2 separate regions of the Gossypium hirsutum genome follow, and region 2 is linked to region 1. Evidence: chromatin contacts called from public Hi-C data. All regions are on one chromosome and are shown on one strand. The core of a region is the stretch at or near the end of the contact, and the rest is flanking DNA. Distances in the headings are between cores, read along the strand shown. Region 1 holds the start of LOC107961821 (pyruvate dehydrogenase E1 component subunit beta-3, chloroplastic). Region 2 holds the start of LOC107961824 (ornithine aminotransferase, mitochondrial).

Region 1 (5,796 bases), core at 1,986-4,485:
GAGTCTGTAAAACTTAGATAGAGCATGAATTGGAACAATTGAGTATGGTATTTGGTTTAATATGCACAGTATGGTATTTAGTTTTTTTTTAAAAAAAAATTAACTCAAATAAACATATTCGATTTGATTCCATCTCACTCGATTCGAAAAAAATGTTAAATCGAGTTAAGATGAGAAAATAGAATTCTAAAACTCGATTAAATCAAAATTTTTTCATTTGATTCAATTGAATACTCACCTTAGCAACAACCAGAAAGCATCTACTGAGATTGTTAGCATACTACAATGTGCCAAAACTCCACTTCCAGCGAGCCAAGTTCTTTGGGGGCAATAGCAGATTGGACAGCAGCTACGAGGTGACTTACTTCAAACGCAAATAAAAAGCAATAAAACTGAAAACAACCAATAAATAAAAAAGTATAAACAAATTAAGATTCATTTGCCATACCATATTAATAGAAAAAATTACACGACTTTGTCTAATAAGTGTATAGCAATGTGAAGAGAAATGGAAAGTACAGAGTTATTTTCCATAATTCTACCTATAACTATTGCTTAAGGATCTTACTTGCCATTTTAGTCAAGAAAGAACAAGATCACAAGGGCCTCAACCTGATGAAAACTTGCAAGTTTGAACTGACAAAATTGCCAAGGAACAGGAATTAGAGATCGAAAATGATGTTGCAAAGGAACTGCTTTCGTACTAAACACGACAAGATTAACAGAACTTCAACTATGGAATCACTATTACTGCTATCACAACTACTGGCAGAGCTGCTCAACCGCCGCCACAATCTGCGCAGGCTGAACTACAGTCCATTCCTCCAATGTTCCAGCATATGGTGTAGGCACATCCTGTGAAGATAAGCAGATGATTGGAGCATCCAAATAATCATGGAAATTCTCAGTGATGGCAGCGGTCAAGCTAGCACCAATACCACCTGTCCGCATGCACTCCTCCACAATAAGAACACGATGTGTCTTCTTAACTGAGTTACCAATGGTGTAAAGATCAAATGGTTTCAATGACCTAATATCAATTACTTCAGGATCATAACCCTTGTTCACCAAAGTTTTTGCTGCCTGCATCACATGATACCTCATCCTTGAATAGGTTAGAATAGTGACATGTTCTCCAGGCCTTACCATCTCAGCTTCCTCAAGATTACAGATATAATCCTCATCTGGGATTCTCTCCTTGAGGTTGTAAAGCAAAACATGCTCAAAAAGTATAACAGGGTTCTCACTTCTGATAGCAGCCTTCATTAATCCCTTGGCATTGTAAGGGGTTGAACATGCAACCATTTGAATTCCAGGTATTGACTGAAAATAGGACTCAAGGCGTTGAGAATGCTCTGCACCAAGTTGCCGTCCAACACCACCAGGTCCACGAATAACTATTGGTATGGTAAACTGGCCACCAGACGTATAATGAAGCATACCACAATTGTTTGAGATCTGATTAAAAGCAAGGAGGAGAAATCCCATGTTCATACCCTCAACAACTGGTCTCAAGCCAGTCATAGCAGCTCCGATTCCCATGCCAGTGAAAGAGTTCTCCGCAATAGGGGTGTCAAGAACCCTAAGGTCCCCAAACTTCGTAGCTAGTCCTTTGGTCACTTTGTAGGAACCTCCATAGTGACCCACATCTTCACCCATGACACACACACGGGGATCCCTCTCCATTTCTTCTTCCAATCCCTCTCGTAGAGCTTCAAAAAGTAAAAGCTCATTCCTGGGATACAATATAGATCTAGTTACATATATCACTCCAACAATTTTTCATAAAATAACAAAACAAAAGACATGATTGTGACAAGTATGAATATAAAAAGAAATTAATGATGAACATAGCTCCATTGCAACACACGAAACAGACATATATACATGCAAGCATACACCCAAGAATCAAGTGACATCCATTCAACCTTTGACGCACATGCCTCTGACAATCAGTTGATGACAGTAGACAGACAGCAATGAATCAGTCATTTTAGAAAGACCTACTATAAGCCAACATCAACAGTGATATGGAAAAACAAATTCACTTGTGAAAGAATGTGCCCTTTTTTTTTTTTTAACATAAAACTGTACTGATGTTAGAAAGAGGTTAATGCCTGAATGGTATAAAATGCATGAACATTACCATAATATGAGCAAGACTTGGTTAAGCATGCATCTCAACTAAAGTTGCAGGATTGCAATGAAAAGAGGAAAAAAAATGTTCGTCAAAACCAAGGCATGAACTGAAAAAAAAAAGACTAAGTTATAAAATAATACAAAAGAATCAAAATATCAATGCAAGCTTTGGGCTATGTCATTAGGCAGACAAGTTAGAAAAATTGAGCAATACCATGCTAATACAACACTAATAATATCAACATATTTCATATTTAACAAAATTAGAGCAATTAACAACAATGTAACACTAATTCAAAAGTTAATTCTGAACTCTAAAATGGAAAATAATTACCCTGGTTTCGAAAATGACGACGCTGCGGAGCTATCTTCTTTGGTCTAAAAAAATCAAAATACAATTGAAATTAGTAACATCATAGGAAATGACACTAAGCCTTTTCAAAACGTAGAAAACGAAGAGACAGAGAGAGGGGAATAAAAAGGAAGTATTACCGCAACTGCATTGGCAATAAATTGTTGAGCCCTTCGACCTTTAGGGTTCAAATCCAAGTTCATGGTTCCATCAGATCTGACTACCACAAAGCTCGGCGCTTTCCTCACTGAACCAAAACAGTATTCAGAAACCATTTTTTTTTTAAAAAATCTGAAATGAAAATGAAAAAAGAAAAAAGAACAACGAACCGGAGAAGGATCTACGAGGAGAAAAAAGAAAATTTTTGGAATCGAAAGAATTGGAGGGTAATGATGATAACGCAGCAGCCGCCCCAACTCCTTGGAAGATGGCAGCCATTGAATTTGCACTTGCAGCAGCGAAAGTAAAAAAGAAATGAAATTTATTTAAAACAAAATGGAAATAAATTAAACAGGAAGAGTGAAATTTATACGAGAGGAGTAAGACAACTAGGCGAAGAATTTGAGGGTCTTTTTATTGATATTAATTTTTTTTTTAAATGTTGGGCGATTTATTTGGAGTGGAATACACGCACAAGGCATTGTTTTCATGGAAGACTAGTTCATTTAGGTTTAAATGATGAACGGTGATGCTTTGAGATTAACGATTGGGTTGTGGCGCATGTGCAACACGAAGTGGTGTTTTCTGTTGGACCAGCTAACAAAACCTAACCTGCAGCTCGTTAGTGGTTGGAACTGCGGGAATTATCTGGTACTCCTCGGCTTACAACTTTTAAACTAAGCAGTTCTTTTTTTTATGAGAAATTATCAGAAAAACAAAGTAAATTGGTTTGATTTATAAAATTAGGATGAATTAATACAAATGTTCCCAACATATTACTAATGAAATGTGAAAGAAAAGAAAAACATGCTTCACCTCTCACTGCATTGGTGTTATCTAAACACACGTTAAAGCCCATTTGAGGGCCACTTTACAAAAAAAAAAAAATCCTTCTCTAAAATTATTTACGGAAATAGGCTAACTTTTTTTATTATTTACCAAAAAAGGTCGAATTCCCTAAAAATGCGTCCATGTCAGCGCGATCTCAAATGATGTGTCAGCAAAACGTGTCCTTGGGGGAGCGTTTTGTCCACGTCAACACAAAGCGCGCCCTCAAGGAAGCGCTTTGTGTTGACGTGAACAAAACGCTCTCCCAAAAATGAGTTTTGCCCTTTTTTTTAGGGTTAAGATTTTTTGTATTGGTTTAAGGTTTTATGGTTAATGTTTTTAAGGTTAGGGGTTTTAGGTTTTTAGAGTTTAGGGTTTAGATTTTTTTAAGAAAAAAATTAATTAAATTAGGGTTTAAGGGTAGTCGATTAAATTAATTATTAATTTAAAAAATTGATTAGATTAGGGTTTAGGGTTTTAAGGTTAATTAATTAAATTATGGATTAATTTTTTTAAATAATTTTGTGTTTAGGGTTTTGGAAAAAATATATTAGCAATAAAAAAATTCTACAGTAGTTTTTGAAACAATAAAATTGAGAAGACATTTCTGAACAAATAGTGCCAAAAACGCTTCAAGCAGGATGCACTGTCAGCAAAAGTATTAAAAAAAAGCTTCCACGTGGACGCGTTTTTCCTATAGTAGTTTCTGAAAAAAAATAATTTTGAGAAGATGTTTCTGAACAAATAGTGTCAAAAATACTTCAAGCAGGATGCACTGTCAGCAAAATTACTAAAAAAAGCTCCCACGTGGACGTGTTTTTTCTACAGTAGTTTCTAAAAAAAATAATTTTGAGAAGATGTTTCTGAACAAATAGTGTCAAAAACGCTTCAAGCAGGATGCACTGTCAGCAAAAGTACTGAAAAAAGTTCTTACGTGGACGCGTTTTTTCTACAGTAGTTTCTGAAAAAATAATTTTGAGAAGATATATCTGAACAATAGTGTCAAAAACGCTTCAAGCAGGATGAACTCTCAGCAAAATTACTGAAAAAAAAGCTCCCACGTGGACGCTCTTTTTCTACAGTAGTTCCCATTTGGCCTTAGACTATAAATGAGCCAAATTTCATTCTCAGGTTGCATAAGTTACAGCAAGAAAAATTAGAGAGGCTAAGTAGAAAAGAAACTAAAGATGGGTGAACGTATTAGTGCTATTATTTACTATGATTGTGAGGTACGTCACACAGAGAACGGCGTTGTTTTTTTATCAGAGAATGCAGCGCGACTGGTTTTTAACCAGAACATAGATTTGACAGAACTTCGTAAAAGAATTAGGCGTAAAATCTTTGGAACGACGCCAATGAAAGTTTTGTCTATTAAGTATCGATTTTTTGCTTTGGTTGATCCCATGACATATGACTTATTCGACATCAATGGTGCAGACTCATCTCGCTAGTGGATCACTCTATCTTGAGTTATATGTACAATTTTCATTGCCAAATGATGCATTTGCGACTTCAACATCTACTGTTGTTCGAGAGGAATACACGACCCCTGTCCGACACGTAGTTAGTGGGTGGCAAAATAGGGAAACGCCCGTTTTTGGTAGCAGTATGGAATACACAACCCCTCCGTTAATGCATGAGACATACACATTGGTGGGTCGATGCTTGATGCTGGAAATACGTACTGGGGAATGACATCAACTTCTAATGGATCACAATCCACATCTAATTGGGGATTGTAACACCCCATACCCGAGACCGTTGCCGGAGTCGAACACGAGGTGCTAACAGACATAATACATTTATTTTCACAATCCATTTGAAAATTTTCCAGACAAGCTGGTTACTGCATCACTGTCGCCTTAAAAATCATATCTTGAGTTTCAAAACTCGAAAACCAGTTTCGTAAATTTTTCCTGAAACTAGACTCATATGTTCATCTACAAATGTTTTTCTAGAATTTTTGGTCAAGCCAATTAGTACAGTTTATTAGTTAAAGTCCCCCCTATTTTAGGGTTTGACTACACTGACCTTTGCGCATTATGACTTGGATATCTCCCTGTACAGTTCTTCAATACTGATACCGTTTGTTTCTAATGAAACTAGACTCAACAAGGAATCTATACATATAAGGCATGACTTCTAATTATCTCTGGTTAATTTATAATGAATTTCCAAAGTCAGAATAGGGAATCCAGAAACCGTTCTGGCCCTATTTCACAAAAACTTTAACATCTCATAATGTACTGTTCATATGACTGTTCCGTTACTTTCCTATGAAAATAGATTCATCAAGGTTCGATTACATAATTTATTCA
Region 2 (5,722 bases), core at 3,084-5,583, 230 kb after region 1:
TTCAGTTACAATTGCATTAATGATTAAGGACATCTATCACACACAACAACAACATTCAGAGTAGATAGAATGCCTTCAACAGCAGCACTCAAATCGGATCGGAAGCCTTGAGCAGCAACATTTAAAGCACTTTGACCAGCTTTAACTCCAACAGGATCGCATTGAGGCCTATCTAGAGCAGTTGTGCCAGCATTTTCATATCACTTTACCCGATCCCCCTATTGTCTCTACGCCTCTCAATCCTAACATCCTACATGTGGTCAACTAGTTATTTTTATTTAGTTTTATGTTTTTTTTTATTTTACTTTCATTTTTATTGTCATTTGTTTTTCTTTTCTGGATTTATATATTTTTAATGTATTTTACTGTTATTGCTTTTTTTACTGTTTTTCTATTTGTTTTGTCACATTTTTACCTTATTTTATTTTTGTTTGTTTTCTTACTAGTGTGTACGAAACCATGTACATAATTTAGGATCTCCTACGTTTCCGAATTTCTCTATTCCAACACAATTATCCCAATTCAGGGAAGTTTCAATTCTCTTCCTTCCTTTCTTATGATACTTTGCTTATTGTGATTATATTTGTTTATATATTGAGGGCAATGTACATCTTAAGTGTAAGGAGGTTTTTATATGTTTATGCGATATAGCCCCTGAATTGTTGTTTGTGTTTAAATAATTTTCTCAAACATAACATTAGAGTTAATTTTTCTAAATTTGGAGTTTTTATTAGTTTTGTTTGGGATTAATTGGTGGATTTTTATGCATTGGTTTATTTATACTTTAAGACACGAGAGAGTCAAGCATGATAAGTCGTTTTAAGAAATTATTATTTTAGGTTGTCTCCCTGAGCTGAAGCATTATCTTGAAATTTTAAATTTACAAGTTTGATAAAAAAAAAAACCATAATTTTTGTGAGCTTTTGAGCTTATAGAGTATTTACTGTTTCATGCTCATTTTATTTTTGGTTGTGATCATGTCAACTTGATTTGTTATTCTAGATCTTGCTTCGGATATACATGCCGAGACCATATTATCTATTTGATATACTAAGATGATAGAAGCACTTAGGATTTAACCCGCTTAACCTTTAAATAGCTTTCCATTGTATTATCCCCTAGTAAACTCTGTTGATCATAATCCATTTTTGTATACTTATCACCCGTTTATGTTAACCCAAAAACTGTATTAATTTTTTAAATCACCCTTTTTACTGACTCTCTTTTTGTCGAGATTCGATTTAGCTAGTCGCCTAACTATGTTTCATCATTTGTATTGTTGAATTTCTCTTTTAAAAAAACACTGAAAAAAATTTCTGAAAAAAATAATAATAAAAAAATTGAAACATTTGCCCTTAATTGCTAAGTAATCCTTCCACTCTTTGCAGTTAACCTTGAAGTGCCTTTTTCTTATTGCAGAAAAACACTTAGACTTAGATAAGTCTTTAGGCTTCTTAGTTATCTTCCTTTTCACTTTAGGTGGCCTAAAGGATTTATGTAACGACTCGGATTTCAGTTGTGTTAAAAAATGCAGTTTCGGAATCTCATTTTTGTAAACTGTGTCCGTAAGGACAAAATATAAGGATTTATGAAGTTAATATGAAAATATATTGAAGTTCAGTTAAGTAATTTAACCAAGAAGTTAGCTAATTAAAGCTCGGGGATTAAATTGTAAATGTCCAATCACTATGGAGTTTTAATTTGGAAAAAGTTTAAGGCCCTAGATAGCAATTATCCAAAGGACCAAAATCATTATTAAACCATCGTTATTATAAAGTTAGTAGAGAATGATGATAATAACCATTTATTTAATAAGATTATGATTAAAGACAAAGGCGAAGCTAGAAAAGTTTTTTAAGGAGGCCAGATGAAATTTTAATTTTTTATAGTTTATATATTTATAATTTGTAAAAGATTAAATCGAATTTTTATAATTTTAGGGGAGCAAAGTGTAATTTTACCTTTTTTAATTTAAAATTTTTAAAAAATTTTAAGGGCCTAAAATGTAATTTTACATTTTAGGGGGGGCCGGGGCCGAGCCCATGCCAACCCCTTGGCTTCGCCCCTGATTAAAGAGATGTAAATAAGATTAGATAAAAAAAGTAATGATAATTAATTACGTTTAATTAACTATTTATTCTATATATATATAATTTTAAGTGGATGGAAAGAGGAAATTCATTCATCTTCTTCCACCATTTTCTATTAAAGAAGGAAGGAAAGAAAATTTAAGCATCCCTTCAACATTCAGTCATAAATTCAAGTAAGTTCTTAGTCCATCAAATATCCTTAAATGAGTTTGGGCTTCTTTATCATTCCGCAACACTTGCAAAATCCTTTGTGCAACCTATTTTAAACTTAACTCAACATGTGTGTATATTATAAAAAAGAGATGATTATGAATAATTTTTCATAAATTGTATCATATTCAGTAAGGTTCCATTCTTTCTTTCTACCATGAATATCAAAATTAATTTAGGTAGTCTAATTAGGTTTTCCAAACTTACATTTCATCAGCCGCACTATAAAAACCCCTAAATTAGGAAATCTAACAATCTAACTCTTTTTTTTTAATTCATTTATAATTCTTTTTATTTTATAATCTTTAATAGTTTTTATAATTTTTTAAAATGCTTATAAGTTTTATAATTTTGTAGTTTTCCGATAACCTTTTTTTTTAAATTTAAATAATGACATGATATAATTTTAAAGTGTCACATCATCACCTCTTAACGACGTTACAAAAAAATGACTAAATTGTTTGATGAAATCTTTGTTCAAGTACCAATATAGACCAATTTTTTTTTAGGACCAAGATGTTGGGGATCAACCTGTATAAATAATGAACAACAAAATACAGAAAATCAAACAAACAAATATTTACGTGGAAAATTCTCAGATAAGAAGATAAAAAATCAAATGCAAAAGGAGACTTCACTAATGAGAAAGTAATCTGAAAAGTACAAGATAGAGATAATAAAAAATAAACCCTGAACGCCGAATACAAAATCCTCCGACTAAAACACAAAATTCTCATAAAGCTCTGTTAAAGTTATTTCTTAATTGTGTTATGTTATATTTTTCATCAACTATTCTAGGATTACTAAAGGCCCTTTTATAGACCAAATTTGGAGGTCAAATATGACTAAAATATCCTAGATTAATTAGAATTTGATTGGGGAAAACAATTAAAGTTTAACTAAGAGAAGAAACCCGATTATCGTGGGAACACCTCATCACGTCGCAACGTCCCAACACTTCTCGTCATGACATCATCATCATCATGACATCCGATGTCGTGTCATCAAGACGTCGTCTGCTTCATGTCTCCAATTGGCTTCATGTGATTGCAACGTCACGTGGATCTTCGTCGTGATGACGCCTCTGTTTTGGCTCTTGATTTGTCCAAAATGCGAGGCACACTCCACACAAGATGAAAAAGGTTGCCAAGTTCAAGAACTAAATATGGCCTTGTTTTGTCTTTGTAATTACTTTTTAGTGATATGATTAAATTGTTGTCACTACAGTCAATAATTTGGTGATAAATAACGATTCATCATTGTAAAACTTTTTATTTAGGAATTCATTTTTTCGTCACTTTATTTTCTTGTGGTGAATTAATTTATGTCAGTAAAGCCCTTTTTGCCAATGAGTAAACTTGCGTCACTTTTGATAGATGTTATATCGTTGCATTGAATTTCATCACTATAAGCATCTTTTATCAGCGGACAAATTTTCTTTCCCTATGGTTGACACATTTAGCCAAGGTTTATAGATTAGTTAGGCCATTGATTCATCAGTCTAACTACTTTGATTAAAAAATCATTAATATTTTTTTAAAATGAAAATATTAAAAAAAAACCCTATTTTTTTAGCTAGTTTTGTTGGTTTGTATCAATGTCTAATCTAACTAGTTCAATATCATTCTTTGAATCGATAGCTCAATGAATTTCCAATCCAATCCAATTCAAGCATCATTGTCTTTAACAATAGCATATTTTCTCTCACTTTTGCCTTTTGCATGAACTAACTCTTTTAACGTTATAGTTTAGTGATTTAATTTATGGATAATAACTTTCGTTGTATAATTAACTTTTGGTAAAGTAAATTTTTTAGTGTAAATTTTGTGGTAGGTAAATAAACATAAATAAGAGTATATTTAAGGGGCTAGCAGGGGCGACCCTTTTATTTTAAAAAAACTTTTATTTAGACCTTTTAAAAATTTAAAATTTAAAATTAATAAAAATAAAAACTTCCTAAAATAATAAAAATTTAATAATAATAAAATTACCATAAAAATTACAATTTAAATATTTTATGATTTCCATAGCATGAACAACTCCCGACCCTGATCCCAAAGCCATAAGTGGAGGGCTCAGCCACTCAGCACGGTATCATATGATTGGTTAACTCTACCGGTGACTTGTATATTAAAAGACTTTGATAGGTGCGGCAAATCGGATTATTTTGGAATTGGATGGAATCTTACGTGTAATCGACTCCAAGGTTGGCATATTTCCCTTATCTTCCGTTTCCTTTCTAAATATAAAAATAACTCGTTAATGCCATGATTATAAAGAAAGGGAAGCCATGATTATAATAATACAAGTTTTTATTGCTTTCATTCAGTTGTTTGTATGATCTTCTACCATCTGGAACACGAAAAAGGAGAAATTATCTTGAAAAGTGTAATTGAGTTTTTCTAAACAAAAGAATGGGAAGTTTTTGTCGGTTTCGTACAAAGCTCGGGGTATTATTAGATAATTGAGACATTGGGATTTGGATTTGGATTTGGATTTGGATTTGGAAGACTTGCGTGCGGTTACACTCAGCTTGCGGATACAAAAGAATTTATGCCGGAAAATAGAGGAGAAAAAACTTCCCATTTTACTGTGCACCGTAATATAAAACATCATTATCTAATATAACCCTCCAAGTCCAAAAGAGAGAGAAAAAAGATAACAAACCTGTTGGTGTCACCCGGAAATGGCGGCAACGAGGAAACCCTTACTGTCTTTGCTAAGCAGAGTGAGCCGAACAAGCAGGAGGACCTATGGTGTTCTGGCTGAAGGCAGCTCTTCTTCTTCTTCTTCCTCTTCTAACCATCTCATCAACCTTGAATACGAATATAGTGCCCACAAGTAAGTTCTTTTCTCTCTTTTTTCATTTGATTCATCCTTAATCTCTGGGCTTAATCTTTCTCTTCTTCTGGCAATTCAGTTTTTTTCTTCTTGTTTTGGGTTCTGGGTTTTGGTTCTTTGATCTGAAAAGCATCTACTATCACTTGTATTCATGTTTTCGGTTTTGCTTACGTTTATCGGAAACATATTTATTATAATTAGTATTTGTGGTTTTGGTTTTGCTTTGTTAGCTTCAAGCTTTAGTCTTTGTTGATCGTTCCTGTTAGAATGATGGATTATGTGAGATTTTTCTTCGATAATATAAATGGGTTCAATTGATCTTTCCTGTTAGAATGATGGAGTATCTGTTGCTGTGTCCAAGTTCAATAGGGTGAAATTTTTTAACTTCTGTATTCAGGTTTTGTTGATATAATTAGACCATGCCCTAATATGTAGACTCAGCCAATTAGATTAATGGATTTTGTTGAGGACCTTTGATTGAGTTTCAATGTGGAGAATAGGAAATCACAAAACTTTTCCATGGAGGATATTTTTTATGGTCTCTGAAGTTGCCTTTTCATTTGTAATTTGATTCCATTGCC

Evidence for each region. Hi-C and Micro-C count contacts between places; a contact is called where the count stands out from the background.
Region 2: a Hi-C map of leaf shows a contact between it and region 1, with 2.5 times the contacts expected there. The contact joins the promoter of LOC107961824 here to the promoter of LOC107961821 in region 1. A contact is called at or near these places in 3 of 34 Hi-C or Micro-C datasets (all in leaf).

What each region holds. Positions count from the first base shown.
Region 1 is chrA06:109,713,764-109,719,559 of Gossypium_hirsutum_v2.1, forward strand. It overlaps LOC107961821 (pyruvate dehydrogenase E1 component subunit beta-3, chloroplastic), which reads right to left and starts at 3,236. Exons shown (of 4, transcript XM_016897987.2): 1 at 2,821-3,236; 2 at 2,632-2,738; 3 at 2,474-2,517; 4 at 421-1,735. The coding sequence starts at 2,929. The coding sequence ends at 763.
Region 2 is chrA06:109,942,417-109,948,138 of Gossypium_hirsutum_v2.1, forward strand. LOC107961824 (ornithine aminotransferase, mitochondrial) reads left to right here and starts at 4,334. Exons shown (of 11, transcript XM_016897989.2): 1 at 4,334-4,506; 2 at 4,630-5,141. The coding sequence starts at 4,987.